4 separate regions of the Sus scrofa genome follow, and all the other regions are linked to region 3. A link is a contact called in public Hi-C and HiChIP or PLAC-seq data. All regions are on one chromosome and are shown on one strand. Each heading gives the region's core, a stretch centred on a gene start, on an enhancer-like site or on the middle of the called end of the contact. The rest is flanking DNA. Distances are from core to core; before and after follow the strand shown. Region 1 holds the start of LOC100738134 (zinc finger protein 502). Region 2 holds the start of KIAA1143 (KIAA1143 ortholog). Region 3 holds the start of TCAIM (T-cell activation inhibitor, mitochondrial). Region 4 holds the start of TMEM42 (transmembrane protein 42).

Region 1 (6,606 bases), core at 1,155-3,654, 280 kb after region 3:
GGTGGATGTATAGAAAAATTATGAACTTAAGTGCCCCATCCTGATGTTTCAGGAAGCTTAACACTCAGATCCTCTTTCTGACCCTACACTTACTCTTGCCCCAGGACAAAAAGGGATTGGATTTGATTGATTGAGTTTGGAAAAGAAGGCTGTGCCAAAGCCAGCCCTCCTCCCTTCTCATCCTTGGGGTCCAGTTTCTCCACAGAGCCCATGTGTCTGCCCTGAGGCTCTTTGCTGCAGGTGTTACAGGAACAGCACCAGAGTTCCCAGAACTGTGTCCCTATTCTTAATGCTATCTAATCTTGGGATTCAGTGTTAGTAATTCCACTTGCCTGCAGCTCTAAGCCACATTTGCCAATATCAGCTTTTCAGGAATAAAGATGCTATACCGGTCTTCATATAGTTTATTTGTCAATTGAGCAGAAAATTACACTAACAGCTAACACTTATCTAGCTAACACTTTACACACATATTTTTAATTCTAAAAACCTCACGATAAAATAGATACTATAGCATTAACCCATTCTACATATAGGAAAACTGAGGCACAGAGAGGTCAAATAACTGCTGGTGGTGGAGGCAGTCTGGCCCCAGTGCTATGCTGCTTCTTAAAAGAGAGGTGTTTCTTGGGTTTGCTCAAATCCCAATACAGTCTCATATTCCCCATCTAGAATATAAAGGTGACTCTATTTTTTTTTTGCTATATATTACTGTTTTTATTTTCTTCACCTTGTTCAGGTATTGAGACCAATGTTGAAAAGGAGGATTTGATTCTGGAGGAAACTGAAAAAATTATTCAGCAAACTCCAAGTTGAGATTCCAGAGGGCTGTACAGTGGGGAAGCCAGAGAAGGCGGAGGGCCAGCAGGGCAATCTGAAGAGTCTGCAGATGAGTAGATGAGGATAGACTTATTAATGACTTTTTTTCAATTGCAATTTTTAATTCAAAGGGAATACAATTCAGGAATTTATTGATTTAATGTATGTAGAATCTTTATATGATTGATGCTACAGATAGAGTTGTGCATAATCATTCTTCTTACCTCTTTGTTTTTCTTACCTCTTTTCAAGTACCTCTCTTGTGAATGAGTGTGTTTTCATTTTATTCTGAAAAAGTAGGCCCAATGCAAGACTGATGACTGATATATTTTTATTCCAGAGGGCATGTTATTCTACTTCCTTGCATGGTACATTTCTAATCTTGTTCCCTTTTCATCAAGGTGTACATGAAAGGGAAAAAAACTTTCTTGCCTGCAGCAAGAATCGCTATACATGTACTAAGTTCCGCAAGGCCTTCAGCCAGAGCTCCACTGTCATTGTGCACCTGAGAATTCACCAGGGGGAAGAGCCATGTGGGTGTTGGGGGAGTGTGGGAAGGCCTTCATGTGCGGCTCCCACTTGATCTAGCACCAGACAGTGCACAATGGGGTGAAGCCAGCCCTACTTGTGCCCCTGAGTGTGGCAAGGCCTGCAGCTGAAGCCTTTGCCTCCTGGTATCCTGTTGGAGCCACTCAGGCATGCAGTCCTATCCTTCTCCCCAGTGTGGGAAGGCCTTTGGCCAGAGCTCCCACCTCCTCTTCCACCAGACTGAGACAGGCTGGGATCTGGGATCCTTTGCTTCAGTGCTTGCCGCTGGACAAACATCTTCTGGAGCAACAAAATAAACTACAAGGGACTGAAAATAGTTGGGTGCATGCACACTTGGGGCAAATTATGGCAAGATAAAAAAAAGCAAAAACCCAACCGCCACCGGAGCAAAAGGGTATTGGGAGCAAAAGCAGGGTATTGCACAGGCACCCTGCACACACCACCACCAAAGGGGTGGGCAGCCCTCCTAAATCATCCCTCCTTCCCTATCCTGGATCAACCCTTGCCCTCACTCCATATAAGGAACCAGTTCAACCCCCCTTGGGGAGGGAGCAAAGGAACATGTAACTTGTTTTCCCTCCCTCCTACTGCTGCAGGTGCCCCAAATTAAGCCTTTCCTGCATTTCTTGTCTGGCTTATCAATTTCTATTGAATGGAAAGGTGGAGAACCCTGGCTGGTAACAGGACCACTCATGCCTGGAAGAAACACCAGCTGGTTTCCTTGGTCAGAGCCCATTGCTGAGGTCAAGGTTCTTAATCAGGAGCTTTTTTTAAAAAATAATAATCCCTTACTGATATGGCCCCTTCTGACCCCCACCTAGCACTCTTTCCAACCCTAACGCCCCCGTCTACAGTTTTCTTGTGGCATCAAGTGATCACTGTGTTCTGGGCCAAAGCGGTCTTTCATGGGACAGCGAGAATGCCACGTGGCTTGGAGAAAAAACAGTCAGGGATCGCCTTCTCTACGGTTGCCATAGAGATGCTCCTCCCAATTCCTAGAGAGGCAGTCACAGGCGGCTCTAGATGCGATCCACGGGGCCGCTGGTGACGCACTACCGGCCGCGCCACTGCTCTTACGGCCCGGCGGATGAGCCTGCGCCGTAGGTTTTCCTGTACGTCTGGAAGCCTGGTTGCCGCCCCGCGGGGAGCGCCCGGACCTCACGGTGAGCGGGCGGGGCCCAAGTGAGGGGAAAGTAGTGGCTCCTGGCCCGCCTCCACCGGGGCGATGGGCACAGGCTTGTGTAGGAAGCCCACCAGGACGTTGTTCTCCCCGGATTGCTGCCTCTGCCGGCGGCCTGACCTGTCTTGCAGCTTCATCCCTGCACTCTCCAGGCCTGGCACAGAGGACACGCCTAAGGATGGTGGAGTGAATGAATGAATGAATGAATGTTGATTGAGTGGGGGATAAATGATCAAGAGCTAGGACCCATGTTCGAAACGAAATCCCGGCAGCCATAGTTCTTCTGAATACCAGCCACTTCCCTCAGCTGCAGCTCAAACTGACTTAAGAGGAGAAGGCAAATAGTGTAAAGAGCACTGGCTAGGAAGTCTGGAGACCTGGGTTATAATTCCCCAGGGTACAGAGGCGATTTCTTCATCTCTAAAGTTGGACTGTCACTGCCTTCTTTTCTCTACAAAGCTCAGTTCATGGCATGTACATGTTAGCACTTATGAAAACGTTAATGTCTAACAGAAAAAATTTACTATCCATTACTTGCCAAATATTACATATAATTTAGAGGTGGGAATACAAAGTGAGTGACCTCGGAGCCTTGCCAAATGGGAAGAGGCTTCCATTGTAGTGTTAGAACATAGATATGTCAGCAGATTTCTGTGATAATTTAAGCCACTTTTATTTGTCACTTACCATGTACCAGGCACTGTTTGAAGCAGTTGTGTACTAACTAGTTTTTAATGAGGAAATTGAGGTGCGGAGAGACTAGATGGCTTATACAAGGACACATTGCAGCTAAGTGACCCAAGGCAGGAAAAGATGCAGCAGCCTGGATGAGTTCATTACCTAGGGCCGACAGGCAAGTCAAGAAGGGCTTCAGGAGTTCCCACTGTGGCTCAGCAGGTTAAGAACCCGACCTAGTATCTATGAGAATGCAGATTCAATTCTTGGCTTTGCTAAGTGGGTTAAGGATCAAGCATTGCCCCAAGCTGCGTAAGTTGCGCAGATGCAACTAGGATCTGATGTTGATGTGGCTGCGGCTTAGGCAGGCAGCTGCAGCTCCAATACAGCCCCTGGTCCGGGAACTTGCATTTGCCGCGGGTGTGGTCCTAAAAAGAAAAAAAAGAAAGAAAATGATAATTGTAAAAAAAAAGAAAGACTTCAGAGAAGGTACATTTAAGTGTGGTCTTATTGAAAGAATTGTGGTTTCATATTTTTGAAGAACCCCACCTGACTCTTCTAGAATCCATCAGCAAATTCTAGAGGGGTAGGGCAGTGGCAGCAGGGTGAAAACTTACAAGACATGAGAAGGAAACTGGATCCCTGTTAGTTTTAGCAAGATGAGGGTGGAAATATATATACACACACACACACACACACATACACATGCATACGTACACATACATACACATCCCTTTCCATAATACCTATTTCCTCCAGTGTAGATTCAGATAGGTCCTTTTAGCATTTTAAAATCACCAACAGATTATTCCACTTTATGCATTTGTGGAAGCACCTGTACATTTCCCTTCTGTGTAACTTAAAGGCCAAGGTGTCAGCAAACTAAGGCTCTTGGTCTATATTTGGTCTACCACCCGTTTTTGTAAAAGAAATTTTTTTTTTGTCTTTTTGCTATTTCTTTAGGCCGCTCCCGCGGCATATGGAGGTTCCCAGGCTAGGGGTTGAATCGGAGCTGTAGCCACTGGCCTACACCAGAGCCACAGCAACGTGGGATCCGAGCTGCGTCTGCAGCTCACGGCAATGCTGGATCATTAACCCACTGAGCAAGGGCAGGGACCGAACCCGCAACCTCATGGTTCCTAGTCAGATTCGTTAACCACTGCGCCACGACGCAACTCCTGTAAAAGAAATTTTATTAAAACACACAGCCAAGATCACTTGTTTACACATTGTGTAGTTCTGTTTTTGAACTATAGAGGCATAGTTTGCTAACTTTTGGCATAGGCGAACAACTCAGATGATCTAAGACTAGAAAAGACTGGTAGTCACCAACCTGTCCTCCAATATAATGATGCCTAACCCCTGTTGACTCCCCGCTATGTGGCAGATACCTTTATAAATGCTTATGTGAATTAACTCATTTAGTCAAGAGTTTCACAGAACCTTGGAGCTAGAAGGACTCATGGGTATTATCTAATTTGTCCCTTTTTTCAGATAACTTGTCACAATAGGCCTGCTCATTGTAGGCTGTGGTAGAGCAAAATTTTCTGATTCCCAGTCCAGTCCATTTTTCCACTTTGATCTTAATCTGAATGGGAAACCTGTACTGTATTCATTAGATGTGGCATTTAAATTTTTTTTTCCTTTTTGTGTTTAAACCCATGAGCCAGATCTCTCATTTTAAAATATTTTTCTGACTATAAAAGTAATTTATGTTTATTGTAGAAAAAATGAAATATGTAGAAAGATGTTAAAGACAAAGTAACTCATTAAATGACCAGTTGTTGACATTTTGGTGGGTTTTTCTCTGTCCTTTATTATGTGGGTGTTTTGTTTATATCTGTATATTAATAATAGTTTCCATTTACTGAATGCTTATTCAGTACTGGTACATATGTGCATATTTTTTGTTTTAGTATTTCGTAGTCTCCTGTTTTAACACAATGTATTTTCTCATGAATATTCTTGGAAAATATGACTCATAATCTATTATATTGGTATGCCTTTTTTTACAATTAATAATAATAACGTGATCTTTGTACATAAACTTCTGTGCTCATCTCTGATTATATTTTTTTCACTTTTTTTCTCAGATTACAGAGTTATTTATTTTTACAGAAAACTTCCTTTTTTTTTTTTGCTTTTTAGGGCCATACCCATGGCATATGGAAATTCCCAGGCTAGGGGTCCAATAGGAGCTGCCAGCCTACACCACAGCTATAGCAATGTGGGATCTGAGCCATGTCTGCAACTTACACCACAACTCATGGCAATGCCAGATCCTTAACCCACTGAGCGAGGCCAGAGATTGAGCTAGCAATCTCATGGTTCCTAGTCGGATTTGTTTCCACTGTGCCACGACAGGAACTCCATTACAAGAAGACTTTCAAACATTACAATAAGAAATGCCTTAAAACAAAAGTTTAACGTAGTCTTTTTCCTCAGAGATGATTGAGGCTAGAAATTTGATAGATATTCTGAGTGATTTAAGTTAATTTTTTAAAAATAAGGTAAAATATGGAGTTCCCGTCGTGACGCAGTGGTTAACGACTCCGACTAGGAACCATGAGGTTGCGGGTTCGATCCCTGCCCTTGTTCAGTGGGTTAACGATCCGGCGTTGCCGTGATCTGTGGTGTAGGTTGCAGATGCGGCTCGGATCCTGCGTCGCTGTGGCTCTGTTGCAGGCCAGCAGCTATAGCTCCGATTAGACCTCTAGCCTGGGAACCTCCATATGCCACAGGAGTGGCCCAAGAAATGGCAAAAAGACAAAAAAAAAAAAAAAAGTAAAATGTAAATAATTGAAATTTAGAAAATAGGAGAATCGTTCATAATTCATATCGTCATAGTGATGATTAATTTTCCTTCTTGGTTTTATTCAAATACATATTTTAGTATACATATATGATGTTAGGATGTAGTCGAAATTTTATTATCCCATGTTTCTTTCTTTCTTTTCTTTTTTTTTAATTTTTTGTCTTTTCTAGGGCTGCTCCTGCGGCATATGGAGGTTCCCAGGCTAGGGGTCTAATCGGAGCCATAGCCACCAGCCTACACCAGAGCCACAGCAACACGGGATCCAAGCTGCGTCTGCAACCGACACCATAGCTCAGGGCAACGCTGGATCCTTAACCCACTGAGCAAGGCCAGGGATCGAACCTGCAACCTCATGGTTTCTAGTCGGATTTGTTAACCACTGTGCCACAACGGGAACTCCTTTTCTTCCTTTTTAAAATTATTTATTTATTTTTTTTTTAACGGCTGCGCCTGTGGCATATGGAAGTTCCTGGGCTAGGGGTTGAATTAGAGCTGTATATGCAACCTATGCTGCATATTGCGGCAATGCTGGATCTTTAACCCACTGAGCAAGGCCAGGGATTGAACC
Region 2 (6,412 bases), core at 300-2,799, 320 kb after region 3:
TGAAATGATGAGTACTGCAGATAAGATACAGATAGAGTGAAGAGAAGAACAGAGAAGGACTAACTGGGGGAGGTTTAAAGAACTTCATGGAGGTGACCTGTGAAGGCAGAGGTAAGGCTGGCAGGCAGGTATTAAAGAACATGGCATTTTGGAGAGATCCATCTTTGTCAGAGCCTGATACAGTGCCTGGGTTTAGCACATACTTATTGGATTAACTGCACTTAAGTCAATAATTTTTTGGGGGGTCACACCCACATGCCTAAGTTCCAGGGCCAGGAGTTGGATCTGAGAGGCTGCAGTGACAATCAGCAACTACAGTGACAACGTCGGATCCTTAACCTCCTGAGCCACAAGAGAACTCCTTTAGTCAATGTTGTGTCCTTATACTAAATGACTGGTGTCTAAATAATTTGGATCGTAGTGCAACTGTTAGACAAAATATTAAGTAAATTCTTTATTTCTCTACACATGCCCTTAGCATAATAGTCTCTATTTAAAAAGATAGGACAGGGGAGTTCCCGTCGTGGCGCAGTGGTTAACGAATCCGAATAGGAACCATGAGGTTGCGGGTTCGGTCCCTGCCCCAGCTCAGTGGGTTAACGATCCGGCGTTGCTGTGAGCCGTGGTGTAGGTTGCAGACGCGGCTCGGATCCCCGCGTTGTTGTGGCTCTGGCGTAGGCCGGTGGCTACAGCTCCGATTTGACCCCTAGCCTGGGAACCTCCATATGCCGCCGGAGCGGCCCAAGAAATAGCAAAAAAGACCAAAAAAAAAAAAAAAAAAAAAAAAACAGTAAAAAATATAAGACAGGTGGTTTTGATGTGAATTCGTTCTGGCAGAAGCTGACTCCCACGGATCCCCATTCCTAAATTATTCAAGTGTGGCTCCTTGAACTCCTCTTCTACTCAGATTCAGGTTATTCAAGGCTTTGCTTACTTTTTTGTTGGTAACAACAAAGCCTAGGAATAGATCTAGGGCATTCCTCCAAAGATGTTCCAGACTTAAGACGTAGAATATAGGATCATTTGAACCAGTGGCCTGTTTCTTTATCTGGAAAATGAGACGACGCTACCAGCCACTCTGCTAACTACAGGTTTTGGAATAAGCAAGAGAAAATGAAGAGGCAGTAAAATGATCTTTCTTTTCTATCTACCAAGGACGAGGCGGTTTATCTGCGTCGAGTCATTTTCAAGAACACAGAAGCACTGTGTAAACGACAAACACCTTCTTGGGCGCACGAGGCTGTAGTTGTTTCAAGAAGACTAGACTGGGGTCCGAGCACACTGGTATCGGGGGCCAGACACCAGTGGGAGTATCTGGCCTAGTTGAGGTAGAAAACGGAAGTGGCGGGGCGGGCCGCGTTTCTAAGGTAACGCGACTGGCCCGGGCTCACCTTCGTCTCTATGGTGGGCCCTTCCCTGTAGCCGACTCGTTCCTTGAAGCGGGCCAGGAAAGCCGGTTCGGCTGGCCGCACGTAGGACACCTGGTTCCGCTTGCTCATGGCTGCTCTGAAGAAAAACAGACTCTCCCGGCCCCTTGAAACTGTAGCGAGGTGACGGCGCCTACTCATGACATCACATCGGCCCCGCCCCCCGGGCCGTAGGCCGGGCAACATGGCGGCCTTCGTATTGGCGTCAACGTCCGACCTGAGCGCCAAATTCAAATTCGCGGCCATCTTGAGTGGGCGGAATCCCATCGGGCTGCGCTGCTAGAGTTGAGGGCGCTTGCTTCCACCGTCTCGGCATCGAGGGGTGAGAGTACCATGGCGCCAGGTTGCAAAAGTAAGTGAGGAGCCTCGACCTCTTAATCCCCTCCCCCCGCCTCCAAATGCAAGGTTTTCTGCTGGGCGTGAAGGGCAGGAGCGGACTGAGTGCCAAGGGGTGTTTGGAAACTGTCTCTCCAAGACAATGTTCTGATGGAACAGCTTTCTTCGCTTCCATCTATGTCCTGGGCGCACGCTACGACCCAGATGCAGTTCTAGGCGGTGGGGCTGAGGTGAGAACCTAAACCGAGAGCCCTCATCCAGGCGGTTGGCTTTTAAGCGACTGCTAGTCCTTCCTTTCCGTACTCCGTCCTGTCCTTTCGTCGCAGAGGCTGCCTCTCCAGGTATCCTCACCTGAGGGTGGGCCCAAGCTCTCACCACCTTCTGCGTGTTTCCACAGTACTGACTTTCCTGAAGGGGTGAACTTAATATTTGTTCCAAGCATGTACTTTTAGGAGGGTCCGCTGTGGGCTCTCCTTAGATGAGGGACTTTTAAAGCAGACTTAAGTAGTATCTTCTTATGTTCTCACTATCCCTTTTTTCTTCTCAAGGGGACCCTTTTAGTTTCTTCCTTTTTCTCATGATGGGAGCCTGTCACTTGCTTTTTATAAAACCCTTCAATTTTCACTAATTTTTGGTCCTTTGCTGTTCGTATGTAAATGCCCCCACCCCTTACATGACCTAAGCCTTTAAGGAGTCTTTTGTTTTTTGTTTGTTTTGTTTCGTTTTCTAGGGCGCTTCCTTCGGCACATGGAGGTTCCCAGGCTAGGGGTCTAATCGGAGCTGTAGCCGCCGGCCTACGCCAGAGCCACAGCAACTTGGGATCCAAGCCCCATCTGCAACCTACACCACAGCTGACGGCAACACGGGATCCTTAACCCGTTGAGCAAGGTCAGGGATACGAACCGAAACCTCATGGTTCCTATTCGGATTCGTTAACCACTGTGCCATGACGGGAACTCCAGGAGTCTTTTGTTTTTTAAAGCTGGTTTTGAACTGATTTGATGAATCTCAGGGAATGGTGGAATGGAAATGAGGTGATGCCTATGTTAGAAGATTGAACAAATTGTGAACTTTTGGTGGTATTTGAGCCTTACAGTAACATTAATGCCTCTCTCTAGCTGTCTATTGTTGTTGTTGTTTTCTGCTGTCTAGGGGCGCACCCGGCGGCTCATGGAGGTTCCCAGGCTGGGGGTCCAATTGGAGCTGTAGCCGCTGGACTACACCACAGCCCCAACAACTCAGGATTCGACTTGAATCCGCGGTGTACATCCATCCACACCACCTCCAGATCCCCAAACTACTGAGGGAGGCCAGGGATGGAACCGACAACCTCATGGTTCCTAGTCGGACTCGTTTCTGCCATGCCAGGACGGGAACTCCTGTGATTCTTTTCTGATGTGTTGCCTCACTAACTTTTTGGGTCAGTCACACCATCACCTGAGCACCTCAGCTCTCTTTTTCCATGTAAAATGTTCCTTTTCTATCTGCCGTTGCCAAGCTGTGGTGTAGGTCCCAGACTCCGCTGGGATTCTGCATTGTTGTGGCTGTGATGTAGGCCGGCAGCTGTAGCTCCGATTAGACCCTTAGTCTCCCGACTTCCACATGCTGCAGGTGCGGCCCTAAAAAGCAAAATAAATAAATAAATAAATAAAATAAAATGTTCCTCTCCCTCCACTGTTTTCTGAATTTTGAAAATATTAGCACACACACTGTTATATTATTGGACCAAAATGTTCATCGTGCTTTCTGGGCGCAATTACAGTACTTGCTCGTTGCAGGGTAAATCTGGATTCAAACAGGAGAATTGATGCCTGTGATATAATTAGAGCATCTGTTTATTTAATGGAAGTGACATGTATATGAATGAGACTGTCTATCAAAGGATTCTGTCATGTTTATCTACATCGCTTTTTAGAAGGAATGGAAACAAGGGTATTCACATCTCCTCTTTATGATGGTGGTGATTTCCATGGGAAACTTTCCCACTCCTTTAAATTTGCTAGCAAAGTTGAGGTTGATGATTTCCCTATGGGTTCTGCTGTGGGAACAATTGATTAGTTTTGGCTGTTCTTTTAAAACAATAATTTTTAAATGGAGGTATAGTTGATTTACAATATGTTAATTTTTGCTCTACAGCAAAGTGATTCAGTTATACATAGAATATATACATTCTTTTTTTAAAATACTTTTTCCATTATGATTTGTCATAGGATATTGAATGTAGTTCCCTGTGCTATACAGTAGAACCTTGTCCATCCATTCTAAATGTAATACATCTGCTAACCCCAGCTTTCCAGTCCATCCCTCTCCCAACCCCCTCCCTCTTGGCAACCACAGGTCTGTTCTCTATGTCCCTGAATCTGTTTCTGTTCCATAGGTTCATTTGTGTCATATGATTTTTTATTTTTTTGGTTGTGCTTATGGCATGTGGAAGTTCCTGGGCCAGGGATCCAACCTGTGCCACAGCAGTGATAATGCTGGATCCTTAACCTGCTGTGCCACCAGGGAACTCCTCTTCTAGGAGTTTTATGCTGTCATGTCTTATGTTTAAGTCTTTAAGCCATTTTGAGTTTATTTTTGTGTATGGTGTAAGGGTGTGTTCTAACTTTGATTTTCATGGGACTGCCCAAATATGCCAGTTCCACTTGCTGAAGAGATTGTCTTCCTTGCCTCCTTTGTCAAAGATTAATTGACCATAGGTGTCTGGGTTTATTTCTGGCTTTTTCTTCTATTCCACTGATCCATATGTCTGTTTTTGTGCCAATACCATATGCTGTTTGATGACTATAGCTTTGTAGTACTTACTGTCTGAAGTCTGGGAGGGTTATGCCTCCTGCTTTTTTTTTCCCCCCCAGAATTGCTTTGGAAATTCTGGGTCTTAAATGGTTCTATATAAATTTTAGGATTATTCTATTTCTGTGAAAAATGTCATGAGAATTTTATTTATTTATTTATTTGTTTATTTTTGCTTTTTAGGGTCGCACCTGAGGCATATGGAGATTCCCAGGCTAGGGGTCAAATCAGAGCTACAGCTGCTGTAGCAACACTGGATCCGAGCTGCGTCTGTGACTTACACTACAGCTCACGGCAGTGCCAGATCCTTAACCCACTGAGTGACCCACTGAGCGAGGCCAGCAATTGAACCGGCAACCTCACAGTTCCTAGTCTGATTTGTTTCTGCTGTGCCCCAGAGGGGACTCCATGAGTAATTTGATAAGGATCACATTAAATCTGTAGATTGCTTTGGGTAGTGTAGTTTTGCCTTTTCTTTTTATTTTTTTTCTTTTCATTTTTGGTTGCCCCAAGGCATATGGAGTTGCCAGGATGGGAATCATCCAAGCCGCAGTCGTGACCTAAGCTTCAGCAGTGGCAACACCAGATCCTTTACCCACTATCAGATCCCCATCCCAGCACTCCCAAGATGCCACCTATCCAGTTGAGCCACAGTGGGAGCTCCAGTTTTGCCTTTTTTTTTTTTTTTTTTTTTTTTTTTGTCTTTTTAGGGCTGCACCCTCGGCATATGGAGGTTCCCAGACTAGGGGTCTAGTTGGAGCTGAAGCAACCAGCCTAGGCCACAGCCACAGCAACATGGGATCCAAGCCACATCTACAACCTACACCACAGCTCACGGCAACCCCAGATCCTTAACCCACTGAGCAAGGCCAGGGATCGAACCCAAGTCCTCATGGCACTAGTTGGGTTCGTTAACCACTGAGCCACAAGGGGAACTCTGCCTATTCTTGAATTTCATGTAAATGGTACAGTATTTTTGTTCTAGCTTCTTTTACTGAACATTATGTCTGTGAGCATTGTTTGTTGTATATAGTGGCGGTTTTCATTGCTATTTAGGGTTCCATTATGTCAGTATACGTATTTTGTTCATTCTATTGAGGACCTCAGAGTTGAAAGACTTTTACAGTGAATGCCTGCAAAGGACCTCTTATAATGTCAACATTTTATGGCAGCCACATGATAAATTATACTCCCTTTAACCTTTAAGACCAAGTAGGAATTCCTGCTTTGGTGCAGTGGGTAAAGAATCTGACTACAGCAGCTAGGATCACTGAGGAGGCTCAAGTTCTATCCCCAGCCAGGTGCAGTGGGTTAAAGGATCTGGCCTTATTGCAGCTGCAGCTCAGATTCGATCCCTGGCACAGGAACTTCCACATGCCCGGGGTGTGGCCATAAAATTAAAAAAAAAAAAAAAAAGAAGAAGAAGACATAGCGTAATTAAGTGGTTAAGAGACTGAGCTATAGACCCAGAATGCATTCAAATCTTAGCAATGAAAAAAAAAAAAACCAAAAACCCTAGCACTAATCAGAGAGAACATTTCTTCAGGTCTCAATTCAGAATACTGCCAGAATATTTGCCTCAGTGCAATTTTATTTATATACATGTATATATTTCAATTTATATATTATATATAATTGAAGTATAGTTGATTTACAGTATTGTTCAATTTTTTATTTTACTTTATTTCATTATTGGCTTATTAGCTTTGCTGCTGCTGCTTTTTATGTGTGTGAACATTAAATTTTGGAATAATTTTAGATTTATAGAAAAGTTATACACATGTACAGATCAGTAGTCATTCAGTCACTAGCTTTGTGAATCTCTGATTTTTTTACCCTGCAAATTCAATTTGCCT
Region 3 (7,175 bases), core at 2,544-5,043:
GGATTGAACCCATGTCCTCATGGATACTAACCGCATTCCTTACCACTGAGCCACAACAGGAACTCCATGAATCTTTTTTTTTTATTATACTTGATTTATAATGCTGTGCCAATTTCTGCTGAGTGACCCAGTCATACATATATATACATTCTTTTTCTCATTATCTTCCATCATGTTCTGTCACAAGAGATTAGATATATTTCCCTGTGGTATACTGTAGGACCTCATTGCTTATCCATTCTAAATGTAATAGTTTGCATCTACTAACCCCGGACTTCCAGTCCATCCCACTCCCTCCCCCTCCTCTTTGGCAGCCATAAGTCTGTTCTCCATGTCTGTCTCTTTCTGTTCTGTAGATAGGTTCACTTGTGCCACATTTTAGATTCCACCTGTAACTGATAGCGTATGGTATTTGTCTTTCTGACTTAACCTCACTTGATGTAAGAATCTCCAGTTGCATCCATTTTGCTGCAAATGGCATGATTTTGTTCTTTTTTATGGTTGAGTAGTATTCCATTGTGTATATATCCCATCTTAATCCATCTGTCAATGGATATTTAGGTCGCTTCCATGTCTTGGCTATTGTGAATAGTGCTACTATGAACATAGGGGTGCATATATCTTTTTGAATGAAAGTTTTGTTCAGGTATATGGCCAGGAATGGAATTGCTGGATCTTATGATAGTTCTATATTTAGTTTTCTGAGGAACCCCCAAACTGTTTTCCATAGTGGTTGTCCCAGTTTACATTCCCATCAACAGTATAGGAGAGTTCCCTTTTCTCCACCCCCTCTCAGCATTTGTTATTTATAGACTTATTAATGATGGCCATTCTGACCAGTGTGAGTTGGTACTTTATTGTAGTTTTTTTTGTGTGTGTGTGTGTGTGTGTGTGTCTTTTGTCTTTTGTCTTTTTTGTTGTTGTTGTTGTTGCTATTTCTTGGGCCGCTCCCGCGGCATATGGAGGTTCCCAGGCTAGGGCTTGAATCGGAGCTGTAGCCACCGGCCTACGCCAGAGCCACAGCAACGCGGGATCCGAGCCGCGTCTGCAACCTACACCACAGCTCACGGCAACGCCGGATCGTTAACCCACTGAGCAAGGGCAGGATCGAACCCACACCTCATGGTTCCTAGTCGGATTCGTTAACCACTGCGCACGACGGGAACTCCTATTGAAGTTTTGATTTTCATTTCTCTAATAATTAATGATGTGTCCGCTAGCCATCTGTATGTCTTCTTTGGAGAAATGTCTCTTTTGGTCTTCTGCCCATTTTTCTATTTGGTTGGGGTTGTTTCTCCCATTCTGTAGGTTGTCTTTTTGGTTTTTTGATGATTTCCTTTGTTGTGCAAAAGCCTGTTAGGTTTGATTAGGTCCCATTTGTTTATTTTTTTATTTCTATTGCTTTGGAGATGGACCTAAGAAAAGTATGGTTGATGTCAGAGAATGTTTTGCCTGTGTTCTCACCTAGGAGTTCTATGATGTCTTATGTTTAAGTCTTTCAGCCATTTTTTCGAGTTTATTTTTGTGCATGGTGTGAGGGTGCAAATACTAAAAATTTTAAGTTTTACCCAAACTGCAAGTGATTTTTCAAGTTTTGTTTTGTTTTGGCCGAGCCTGCAGCATATGGAAGTTCTGTGGCCAGAGATCAAAGCTGCACCACAGCAGTGACAACACCAGAGCCTTAACCCGCTGAGCCACCAGGGAACTCCAATTTTTCAAATTATTTTTTGACTTCTTTTTAAATTAGGTAAACCTAAGTATGGTGAATCCCAATAACCCAAACAATGGAAAATCACAAACTGAGTGTCATGAAGCATTTAATAAGAAGGAGACATATAGGCAAAAATATGCAAGCAGGTGTCTGGGGCTTTCAGAAAAACCTTTAGGGTTGTGAAGTAGATTTGATGAACACTCAGTCCAATCTCTAATGTCTATTCTACATTTGTAATCTAGAATAATAAAATAATATTGGAAATTGACTCACACAAACTAAAATTCCAGAGTACCTTCTGAGTTATACCAAAAATCTTTAATTATTCTTTGAAGTTTTCCTTTAGTGTATCTATTTCCTTTAGTATAATACTATCTGTATCTTGAAATTTTGTAATTTATGTATGTTACCTTAGGTATGACTAAAGAAATCAGTACTTTAAATATACCAGAACTTAACTATCCAAACAAAGATTGTACCTTTCAGACCGTCTTAGGAGGTTTAAACTTCTCTGAACCCATCTTCAGAAATCTGTAGCAGTCATTCTCAAGGTGATCATCCTCAGTCCTTAGCTTGATACATTAGATTTGATACTTTACACCATTATTTATTTATTTATTTAGGCCATGCCACAGCATGTGAAAGTTCCTGGGCCAAGGATCAAACTGTGCTGCAGTAGCAGCCTCTGAGCCATAGCTGCAGCAACACAGGATCCTTAACCCACTGCACCACAAGGGAAGTTCCTTTAAACCATAATTTTAAATCATTTAGAGAAAAACTCTGAATAAGATAATAAGTGTGACTAGCAGGACTAAACGTATTTCTTAAAGGAGTCCCAAAATAGGGTAATGGCAGCATGATTGGAATGAGTATAACCTCACAAGAATAAAAACGGTAAAGCCTAGCACTAGGCAGAATGCTCTGCTAAGATAAAATGTGGAATGGTGAATACACATGAATGGGATAGAGAGGCAGAAGGTGATGGTCAAGACAGTTCTCTAGTATGAACAAACTGGACTGCCATTACTAAAATTCAGAACCTAGGAAATAGTTTGGAGATTACCACAATCAGTTTGAGGTGACTTTGAGGGTGGAGAACAGTAAGTGGGCAATTATAATCTAGTTTTTTCTATGGCTGATAAGTGAAACCCAAAGAAAAGAATTAAAGAAATATGAGACTATTCAGATGCCAGTGGCATGGATGCATTTGAAAGGATGAAAATGCAAGAGATGACAAACAAGCTTTTAAAGTAAAAATGGGGTTGAATGGAACAGACCACAGGTTGCCCAGATTGTTTCTAATGAGAGGTCAGGAACTCTGAGGGCTGGAACAAATAGAGGTTTGGGGAGGGGGTGGTGTTTGCTTTTAAACCTCGGTCGACGGTGCCAAAAGAGAGAAAAGGAAAAAAAGCTCTAATTGTATTTGCCTTATTCTCTCTGTGGCAGTTTATGCGGGTAACCAAAGTCTTAAAAGCGAAGTACATGTAATATTAAAACCCCCAAGCTGATGGAGAGTGCTTAAGGTTTCAAAATACCCAGATATTGAAGGGGCCCGAGGTTAAAAAGAAAATGCAAACCGGAAAAAAAAATTTTTTTAATTAGCTATATTTATGGGAAAATGCCAAAGGGAATACTTTTAAGACACTTTTTGGTCTGAAGAAAAACTAAAAGCTAAAGGACATGCTTTTTAAGAACTTTAAAATCTGGAGCTTTCAAGTGAGAGCTGTAGTTAAGGCGCCAGCTCCTAACACAGTGTTGGCTGAAACGCCCAGGCAGCCTCCAGCCGTCCCAGGCGGCCAGGGTTGGGGGCACCCGGATCGGAGTGGGGGTGGGGTGGGTGGGGAGCAGAGCCGGCGCATGCGTGCGCGCTCTAGCCCCCCGCTCCAATCTCCCGGCTCCATCTCGCGTTCAATCGCACTTCTTTACACGCCCTCCGCGCAAAGACCTTCCGGCCACCTGCCGCCCAATCATCTTCCGACTCCCTCCCGCTTCGTCCTTCACATCTCTTAGAGCTCTCCAGTCGCACTTCTCAAAGCTTTCAGCGGAGCGCGCTGAGCCTCTTCCCGGCCGGAGGTAAGAAAACGGATCTGAGCTTCCAAGGCTGCGTGCAAGACAGGCGGTCACCTGGTTGTTGACGTCAGCGCGGGGCTGAGAGCCTCTAGGGTTTTAACCCGCGTCTCCTGCTACGCGCAGGCGCCCGAAAGGAAGACTTGGCATGCTTCGGCCAATGAGAGCGCGTTCTGCGACTCCTCTCTAGCCAGCCTCCGCAGCCGGCGCAGAAGGACGGGTGGAGCGGAACGCACCCAGCTGAGATTTCGAGGGCGGGAGGCCGAGAAAGCACTGCGGGTAGGGGCTTGTCAGAGTTTGTCTTCGGGCGGGTGGAGGACCAGGCCGGCAGCGCGCGCTCGTTGGTCCGCCCGGGGCCCCGGTGCGCATGCGCTCCCGCACGGCCCAGCACGGCCCAGCGCGCCGCCGCACACCCCTGCGGTAGGAGCGACTGTTCCTCTTGGTATGTGGTGGGAGGTGGAGCGGGTCGGTGGAAACTCTCTGGGCAGATCCGTGCCTGAACTGTTAAGGAGAAGGTGGGGAGGGACTCCGTTTGTGCCTTCAGGCTGTTGGGCGCAGGAGGGGGTGGGGGCGGCGTTGGGGGTGGGCTGCTCTTGGAGTCCCCAAGTTCCAGCTTTTGAACACAGGCAGTGCCAGGGGCCAGAGTACCCGCAACGCATCTGTTTTAACTTGTTTTGAAATGAGAAACCTAAGGTGATTTAGGTTTTATTTTTCCGTCTGTCATACTTCCCCGAAGTCTTTGACTTATCATAGGAATTGTTATTCAAATCTCATGGCAGATTTAGAAAAGGAATCTTAAAAACCTAAATACTTTGCTACAATTTATTAATTTCTCTAAAGGGCTTCCTGCTTTTACTTTTGCTTTTTCTTGGTCCTTTCACCTTCTCTAACAAGTATTAAACTGAAAAGCAACCAAAAATTGCCTGTTTTTCTCTCTCCTTAGAACTACTTTTTAAAACCTGACAAGATAGTTACTAAGTTTAAATGAGAGTAGCCTGAGGATATTAACTCTTTTAAAATAAGTTACTTTCAAATAAAAATGTGCCAAATGGCCACAGATCAGTTCTAGGACCTCCATTTGGTAAAAATGATTTCAGTCAAAAGTAATTTAAACAAAAGTTTTTTTCTGAACTACCCATAAGTTGGCTTTCCCACCAATTTAGTTATCTCTCTACCAAATTTGATTTGAAACCTAACAGGAAACTTGATGTCTCTCTATTAACAGCACAGAATTTAGGTTAAAATCAGAAATGTTCATCTTATGAAATAGAAGCTAGTATCACTATTAAGTGGATTACAGCAGCCATTTCCGATGGTTTTTAAAGGAATGTGGACCTTCTTGCCTTCCACTCTCCATCCAAAGTCTTCCAGAGCACCATTCTCTAAATGTAGCACCTGGGAGTTTCTTCTAATACTCTGTGCAAGGCTCTGTCATTTCATTTACTGTAGTGTTTTATAATTATCTGCTTGTGTCTGTTTTTTTCACTCCTGCCCTCTTTCCTATAGTGTAAATTTTTGGCGAGGTAGAGTGTCTTATTTTTCTGTTCCCAGTACTTGGAGAGAGCCTGGTACGTAAGTGCCTGGGTAAATGCCTGTTGATGGGTTGGGTGTCTTACCAAGTGTGGTGAGGACACGGGAACCGTTTTAGTTATTTTGTAACATGCCTGAGGCCTATTCCAAGTGGAAGGATGGATAGTGGTTATGTGGAATGTGGGCAAAAACTGTCCATGTAAGAAATTGAAGACCAGAATCTTGCAGTTGATCTGGGTGTCCCAGGCATTTGGATTTTGTCACTTGAAAATGGGAACACCCAACAGTGGGCCTTTTTTTTTTTTTTTTTTTTTTTTTGCTTTAGGGCTGCAGGTGCAGTATATGGAAGTTCCCAGTCCAGGGGTCAAATCGAGCTGCAACTGCAGCTCGCAGCAACATCAGATCCTTAACCCAAAAAGGGAGGCCAGGGATCGAACTTGCATCCTCACAGATACTAGTCCAGTTCGTTTCCCCTGAAGCCACAACAAGAACTCCAGCAGTGGGTCTTAAATCTGCTAATAGTAACTTGGTTTTCAGGGTAGCTGGTCCTGTAAGGAAAAGAACGCAGTTTTGAATCTTCTAGTCTTCTCAGCAATTACATTTCTCAATTTAAAAGTTATCAGTAAGGCCCCTTATGTTTCATTTTCCCAGGGCCTGTTTATTTCTGACTAAAGTGATAAAATGTGATACTTGGCCTTGCAAAGATGAGGACTCACCCAAAATCTATGCCACATGAAAAGGCAAGCAGCTGTGCCTGCCAAACTCTTGCCTGTATCCTTATTTTCACTTAGTTTTTTTGTTTTAATCTCAAGAAGTGAGTAAACTATACAGGAAGCAAAGAACCAGTTCAAGCAAAACTTAAAATCTTTTTTTTTTTTTTTTTGTCTTTTTGCCATTTCTTGGGCCGCTCCCACAGCATATGGAGGTTCCCAGGCTAGGGGTCAAATCAGAGCTGTTGCCACTGGCCTACGCCACAGCCACACCAGATCCGAGCCACGTCTGCGACCTACACCACAGCTCAGGGCAACGCCAGATCCTTAACCCACTGAGCAAGGCCAGGGATCGAACCCACAACCTTATGGTTCCTAGTCAGATTCATTAACCACTGAGCCACGACGGAAACTCCAAAATCTTCATTTGATTTTTAGCATACAATTGAATATCTAAAGATCTCTCTTGGGAGTTGATGTTGTGGCTCAGTGGGTTAAGAACCCAACTAGTATCCATAAGGATTCAGGTTTGATACCTGGCCTTGATCAGTGGGTTAAAGAGTCTGGGATTGCCGTGAGCTGCAGTGTAGGTAACATGTGGCTCCGATCTGGTGTGGCTTTGGTATAAGTCAGCAGCTCCAGCTTGGATTCAACCCATAGCCTCGGATCTGCCATATGCCTCAGGTATAATTAAAAAAAAGCTCTCCCCAAAATTGTATTGAACAAGGAAATGTAAAGAATTTTAAGTTTCCTGACACCTCAGTCCTGTAAGGTTATAGAATTAGGATTCTTTAAACCAGTGGTTCTCAAACTTGAATTTTGAGAACCCAGTGCCCTACAAGGATGGTTCCTGTTTGTCTTCTCTTTCTACCCTTCTTAGCCCTCCTATCTTTCCCAAAACTGATCTGTCACTTAGTTGTTAGAGCTCCCTCTTAAGGGAGAGCTTATGGGAAATAATTTATCCCATTAATTTGAATAGGAAACGATCATCTTAGAACAATAAGTTCATTGAATGTGTATGAGAATTATTAAGTGAATAGCTTTTTTTTTTTTTGGCAGCCACACCTGCGGTATATGGAAATTCCTGGGCTGGGGTCAAATCAGAGCTGCAGCTGCCAGTTCCTTAACCCACTGATTGAGGTCAGGGATCAAACCCA
Region 4 (6,623 bases), core at 408-2,907, 400 kb after region 3:
ACAAAAAATCAGCATAGCCCAGCTAAATCCAGACTTGCAGACTCCTTATCGAACAGGCTCATGTAACAGAGTGAGTTCCCTAGAACAAAGATAGCCCCAAGGCTGCAGACTACATGGCTCAACAAAACGACCCCTGTCTATAAAAAAACCAAGCACTCCCTTACTGGGGGAGTTTGTCTTACTTGCTCAGAGCTCCCAACTGATTTGTTGGTTAATAAACTCTGCTTGCAATCTCATTACTCCAGCCTCTGCCTCCTTCCCCGCCATTCTAACAAATACCACTCGATTTCCCGTAGGTTTCAAGTTAACATAAGAGCTTTCCAAGGGATTGTCCTTGAGGTGGGGTTCACACGGCTTTGTTCAGTGGCATGATGCCTCTCAGCCTCGATTTTTTTCAGCTGTAAAATAGGACAGTTTATACCACATAGGAATTATCAGGGTTATCCATGTTTTTATTGGTGCCACAAAGCCACCTTGTGAGAGAAGATGGCAAGTAAGGACTGAATGGAAAAAAAGAGTGCCATGCAGTGTGAAATCATGTTTAGAAAAAAGGCCCCAGAGTTCCCGTTGTGGTGCAGTGGAAATGAATCTGACTAGTATCCATGAGGATGCGGGTTTGATCCCCAGCCTGCTCAGTGGGTCAGGAATCTGCCATTACTGTGAGCTATGGAGTAGGTCACAGATGCAGCTCAGATCAGTGCTGCTGTGGCTGTGCCAGCAGCTGATACTCCCAATTTCAACTCCTAGCCTGGGAACTTCCATATGCGGTGGGTGCGGGCCCTTGATAGAAAGAAAAGAAAAAAGAGAGACAGACAGACAGTCAGACAGACAGACCTTTCTAAATTTCCTAAAATAAGCATGTATCCATCCATGTGGACTATTTGATTTATCAGAAGCTGAAACGAGCCCGTCCTCTTGCTGAGTATGCAAGGTCTCTGGCGCCCTCTACCGAAGCATCTCCATATCTTGCAATTGTCCAACTAGAAGATGCAGGTCACTGTCCTGTTAAAATGCAGATTCTGGAGTTCCCATCATGGCAGAGCGGAAACGAATCCGACTCGAACCATGAGGTTGAGGGTTCGATCCCTAGCCTCCATCAGTGGTTCAAGGATCCAGCGTTGCAATGAGCTGTGGTGTAGGTTGCAGACACTGCTCGGATACTGCATCGCTGTTGCTGCAGTGTAGGCAGCCAGCTACAGCTCCGATTAGACCCCTAGCCTGGGAACCTGCATATGACATGGCTGCGGCCCTAAAGAGACCAAAAAAAAAAAAAAAACTCACAAACAAACAAACAAAAAAACACGCAGATTCTGAGTCTATGGGCTTGCAGCGGGGCCTGGTTAGGCTTTTGAAACAAATTCCAGGGAAGCCGATGCTGGACCACATCAAATGGCAAGGGTTGAAACTGCTAAGCCACGAAGAGTTATTCTACAACAGCAACCACAATACCACAGTCAGCCTTGGATATCGTTCCAACACTGCTCCTAGGTAAGACTAAACCTGACGGCGAAGGAGGATCATTGCTGGGAGAAGGCAGCCTGGGGTTCGGCCGGCGGCCCCGCCCCTCGACGCCTTTGCGGAGCCTCAATTGGCAACCCCATCACGTGAGCTTCTCATCACGTGAGGCCGCGGTCCAATCGCAGAGCACGTTCGACCTGGGTGGCTGACGTTGCTGGGGAGCGGAGAGAAGGAGGCGGGCACCATGGCCGTGGCCGGAGGGCCGCAGGTTGTGGGGAGCGGTGTGTGTGCTGCCTCGCACTCTAACGTCTCCGCCGGATTTCCTCCGCACCTGCAGGCCGGCGCGATGCGGCGCCGCTTCTGGGGAGTATTCAACTGCCTGTGCGCTGGAGCGTTCGGGGCTCTGGCCGCCGCCTCTGCCAAGCTGGCCTTCGGCAGCGAGGTTGAGCCCGGGACGCGGCTGAGGATGGCGGGCGGGTGGGGCGGGCGGATGAGGGACACTGCGGGGCTGCGGGGTGAGTTGGGGCTGGCGGCCCCTGGGGCTTCCTCACTTCTACTGGTTTGTTCGGCTCCGTCCGCGGCCAGGCTGTGCAATTATTAGTGACAGGAGAGCAACCTTCCACTGGAAGTCAAGCCCAACCCTCGTCCAATGTAGGTGGTAAGAGACGTCGGGGATTGAGGCCTGCTTCCCTTACCAGGGATGTAAAATCTCTCCTCCGATTGGGCTAGTTCGCTTTCGGGGGAAGATGCACACCTCCTACATCCACACTCTACATCTCATTTTAGGCCCTTTGTGCCTGAACATTTCTCTCCACGTGACTCATAAGGTGAGAAGCCTCTTGCCCATCTTTTTCCTCAGTAAGTAACGGGTGTTTGGCTGGTCTACACTGTTGCCAGGAAACTTGGGAGTTGGGACATCCTAGGCGTAAGGGAAGACAGAAACGTTCTGGACATTCTGCCAATGCTGAGAACTCCTCAGCTGCCTCCCGACGTCTGTTAAGGTGTACCTTTGCCTCTCCCATCCTAAGTCTTAGGCCAGCTTCTGCTTGTTGAGGAAGTTTCATTGCATCTGCAACGCAGCGTTAGGCCCTGACCTGGACAGTGGGCAGGCAGATTCTTTAGGTTTAAGCCTATTTAGGGCTCGTTCGGGGGAGAGGCCATGCTTGAAGTTGGTATCCTTTTGGGTGTTACTCTTGGATTGCTCCAAAGTAATCTGAGGAATGATGAGCCTTGAGGTTTTCTAGGCTTCTCAGTTGTGCACCAGACCGTTGTAAGTCAGTATTATATAGGACTGCACTGATGCATGTAGTGCTTCTGTGTAAATATACAGAGACACTCCCTCCTCAAGACACTGTATATTTAGCTACTGGAAAACTTATGAGAAAATAAGAGTCTCAGGTTTAGATGGGCACCATCCCCAGAGGAAGCAGTTCTGTCTGTAGGCTGGTTTATAACTCAAAACCAAGCAAAGGGTCTGCATATCTGATTATGTAGGAGGCTTCTAAAAATCCTCTCTTCCCTCAAGATTCTCCTTTAAAAAACAAAAAAGGCAAACAAATCTGCAAGTCCTGCAAGTGATGCATGGGATTACCAGTCAAACAGTCTCAGGTGGTGGTTTCCTAGGCACAGCTGTATCCTGTTTCAGAGCAGGGAGCCACACTGCCTAGGCTTGAAGCCTGGCAGTTCCCCGCTGCTGTGGCACTTTAGCCAAGTTACTAAATGTCTCAGATTATTTATCTGTAAAATGAAGTTAAGGAATAAATGAAAATGTACTTAAAACACTTAGCATATAACCTGGCATGGAGTAAAAGCTCAAAAATGCCCCATGAGAGTGGCCTAAGCGGGTTGTAGCTTGCACGGGATATGGGGAGGCATGACTAATACATGCTTTGCTTGATCCTAGGAAGTGAGGACTCTGCCCCTGATTTACTCATACCTCATACCAACTGATACTTGGCCCTCTGGAACTGAATGAACTTCAGGCATTGGTCCCTGTGAGGCCAGTAAGGGATTGGTGTTAGTGAAAAAAAAGTGGTTATGTATTAGCATTTTACTTCTGCCCAGGGTCACATGGCCAGTAAGATGGCCAGATATGTGTCTTCTCTGAGATGGTTTCAGCCATGAAATGGGTGTGCTGCTCACTGAGGGTTAAGTGAAGTCCTGTGCAGGAAAGCTCTGTGGACCCCCAGTCTGTGGAGGATCTTGTTAAGGGCACGGCTGCCAGTAAGCATGGCCCTGGGTGTGCTGGCCGTGGCTGCAGTGACACTTTCTCCTGCAGGTGAACGTGGCTTTCTGCATCTTAGGCATTATTATGATGGCTACCACCAATTCTCTGATGTGGACATTCTTTAGCCGGGGCCTCAGTTTCTCCATGTCTTCAGCCATTGCATCTGTCACGGTGACGTTTTCAAATATCCTCAGCTCGGTGAGTAACCTGAGCGTATGGTCCCTCTATCCTGGGTTCTGGGTGGGTTGTCCTTGGGATAACCTTGCCTTCCCAGATAGGAGAAGGGATAGGAACTGAAGTAGAGGTTGGGCTGTGGCTTCACCCTTGATGGCTCCTTCTCTAATCTCTCAAACTTGGAGGAATTCTCAAGTTAGATGGGGATGAAGTCTATCTGTAAAAAGCCTATTCACTCACTACTCCTCAGGGGTCTGTGAACTTGGACATGAGACATGTTGGGTTGAGGTTCTTCCAGGTGGGGCTGAGCCAATCAGCCCTGTGGTCAAGGCAGGGAGGACCAGGTAGGTCCTCTGTGTGCTGGGCATGGCTGCCGGCCTCCACTGGACTTTATTGTGCACTTTGACTTTAGGGCTGCGCCCGTGGCATATGGAGGTTCCCAGGCTAGGGAGTCAAACCAGAGCTGCAGCTGCCGGCCTATGCCACAGCCACAGCAAAACGGTATCTGAGCCGCATCTGTGATCTACACCACAGCTCTCAGCAATGCTGGATCCTTAACCCACTGAGCAAGGACAAGGATCAAACCCGCATCCTCATGGATACTAGTCCGGTTCCTAATCCACTCAACCACAGCGGGAACCCCTCTTGTGCACTTTGCCAAGGTCTGGTGCATGAAGAAGGTACCCTCCCCACTTCTACAGATGGGACTTGCCGAAGGTGACAGCTGGGTCTCATGCCCAAGACTTCCAGCCCCAGACCTGGGAGCAGGGAAAGCCAGGTGGTGAAAACCCACATGGTCGAGTCCTGCCTCACATGCCCACCCGACCTCACAGCTGTCTCTGTCCTGCAGGCCTTCCTGGGTTTTGTGTTGTACGGAGAGTGCCAGCAGGTCTTGTGGTGGGGAGGAGTGTTCCTCATCCTCTGCGGACTCACCCTCATCCACAGGGAGCTCCCACCAACCAGCAAAGCCCTTCCGCACAAGCAGCAGTAGCACCAGCGGGCTGGACAGAGCTGCTGGAAAGACAGTGGTGGCGACTCAGGCTTGGGTTGGCGTGTGGGGACAGCTGAGGGCGATCTGGGTGCACAGCCTTCCAACCCTTGGCCAAAGGGAGAGGCTTCCCGGGAGACAGACTTGTGTTGGAGCAGCCTTCCAGTGGGCAGCTCCAGCTTCTGTGAGGGGGAGTTCACCGCAGCGATGTCCTGCCCTGAAGCCTTCTCCATACACCTGCTCGGTGCTATTGACTCACCTTTCCCAGCCACCCAGTGCGCCCTGGCAGATGTGGGAGCCCCTGGGGTGAGCCAGCTTCCTCTTTGGACTTGAAATCCTGCCGTAACTGCAGTCCTGCTGCCCGACAAAGACCAGTCACGGAATTTTGGGATTGGTGACTGGTGGGGCTTTTGACAACTTAATACAGATTTATCAGGCCATCTGGGTCAGGCTTCTATATTACAGCAAAAGAAGGAAAACCAGATTAATAAATACTTTTTTTTTTTGTAAGTTAAAACTGCCAGGTGTGAAATCTTAATTCTTAGCTAATTTTTTTCTTCCCTAATATTTTGGAGTAAGAGAGAGCAGCCAGGGTGAGCTGCAATTCTGGAGGGGGGTCTAAACCCCACCCCTGCATCCAGGCCTGGGGCCTGCCTGCCTGCATGCTTCCTTCTTGACTTCACCTGGGCCGGTGCTCTTCACATTCAAGAGTACCTGTCCATTCTTTTGGTACTCAAGGAGAAAAGGTTGCCCTCCCTCAGGGAACCTGTTTTTCTATTCTACTTATTAGGAAAGGAGAGTGGCCCAGAGGTTGCTCCCACCCAAAGTCCTTTGGTCCCGTGACTTTGGTATCTCATACCAAGCAAATGTAATTCCTAGTTCATGGTATCGAGTGCAGAGCCCACCTGCTTCCATTGCTTGGGGTCCCCCTGCCTGTCTGGGAGCCCTCCCATCTCTCCTGAGCCTGACTGCTAGCCCCAGGTCTCCTTCCACATTCCCTGCAGTAGGAAGGGACTGCTTAGCTTTCAGGCTTGGGGAGAGAAGGTCATGTCTGATCTGACCTGTCCTCGCCACACATGTAGCACGTTCATTGCTCTCCTCTCTTACTCATTGCACTTGACAGATGAGTTTCCACAGCTGTTCCATGACTCCTAGTGGTAGGGCTCTGGCTCTAGCCCACCTCTCCAACTTCTTCCTTGTTGTCTCCTTAACACCGCAGTGCACCATGCCTGAGCCACCCACATATCTGCATCTCAACTTAAGTCCACCATGTCCAGTCCCACCTCTATGCTTTTGTGCTTGCTTTTTCCTTTCCTTTGGATTCCCTTCCCTTCTCCCCAGAAGACTGTTCCTCTTTCAGAATCCCCAGAGCACAATTTGCTGCTCTTTTTAAGCTATCACAGGGGCTAAAGCCAAGCTGTGATTCACGGAATGGTAATTGATTAGACCTGCTGTGACATGTTGACTTCTTCCAGCCACACGGGGAGAGAGGCAGCCTTATTATTCCCATTTTAGAGATGAGAAAACTAAGGCTCAGAGTGATTGAGTAATTTGCCCAAGGTCACACAACTGATAAGTGCCTAATCATAGTGTCAGCCTGAGTCTGACTCCACGGTTCAGCTCTTAATCCCGCTAATATTCCTGCCTCCCACATCAGCATGTTAAAGCCCCAGAGAGGTTCTGTGGAAAAGGAGTCTGTTTTAAAGTGTCTAAAGGTGTTCCCCAAGTCTCAGAACTCTTTCACCCACTACCTCCCACCCCTGTGAAGGTCCCTGA

Evidence for each region. A called contact is a pair of places that touch in the nucleus more often than the background predicts. HiChIP or PLAC-seq counts read pairs in DNA pulled down with a chosen protein or histone mark.
Region 1: a contact with region 3 is called in a Hi-C map of skeletal muscle, with 6 times the contacts expected there. The contact joins the promoter of LOC100738134 here to the promoter of TCAIM in region 3. A contact is called at or near these places in 2 of 47 Hi-C or Micro-C datasets (heart right ventricle and skeletal muscle) and 1 of 2 datasets of contacts at active chromatin or transcription factors (alveolar macrophages).
Region 2: a contact with region 3 is called in an H3K27ac HiChIP or PLAC-seq map of alveolar macrophages. The contact joins the promoter of KIAA1143 here to the promoter of TCAIM in region 3. A contact is called at or near these places in 1 of 5 promoter capture datasets (liver), 2 of 47 Hi-C or Micro-C datasets (heart right ventricle and liver) and 2 of 2 datasets of contacts at active chromatin or transcription factors (alveolar macrophages and skeletal muscle).
Region 4: a Hi-C map of liver shows a contact between it and region 3, with 4 times the contacts expected there. The contact joins the promoter of TMEM42 here to the promoter of TCAIM in region 3. A contact is called at or near these places in 2 of 5 promoter capture datasets (fetal liver and liver), 6 of 47 Hi-C or Micro-C datasets (alveolar macrophages, heart right ventricle, liver and 3 more) and 1 of 2 datasets of contacts at active chromatin or transcription factors (skeletal muscle).

Annotation. Positions count from the first base shown.
Region 1 is chr13:27,928,485-27,935,090 of Sscrofa11.1, forward strand. It overlaps LOC100738134 (zinc finger protein 502), which reads left to right and starts at 2,405. Exons shown (of 3, transcript XM_021071740.1): 1 at 2,405-2,531. The coding sequence starts at 2,456.
Region 2 is chr13:27,964,982-27,971,393 of Sscrofa11.1, forward strand. KIAA1143 (KIAA1143 ortholog) reads right to left here and starts at 1,550. Exons shown (of 3, transcript NM_001244174.1): 1 at 1,392-1,550. The coding sequence starts at 1,499. It overlaps KIF15 (kinesin-like protein KIF15), which reads left to right and starts at 1,605. Exons shown (of 35, transcript XM_021071746.1): 1 at 1,605-1,779. The coding sequence starts at 1,761.
Region 3 is chr13:27,644,277-27,651,451 of Sscrofa11.1, forward strand. It overlaps TCAIM (T-cell activation inhibitor, mitochondrial), which reads left to right and starts at 3,794. Exons shown (of 12, transcript XM_021071724.1): 1 at 3,794-4,057.
Region 4 is chr13:28,043,713-28,050,335 of Sscrofa11.1, forward strand. It overlaps TMEM42 (transmembrane protein 42), which reads left to right and starts at 1,658. Exons shown (of 3, transcript XM_021071749.1): 1 at 1,658-1,900; 2 at 3,737-3,883. The coding sequence starts at 1,703.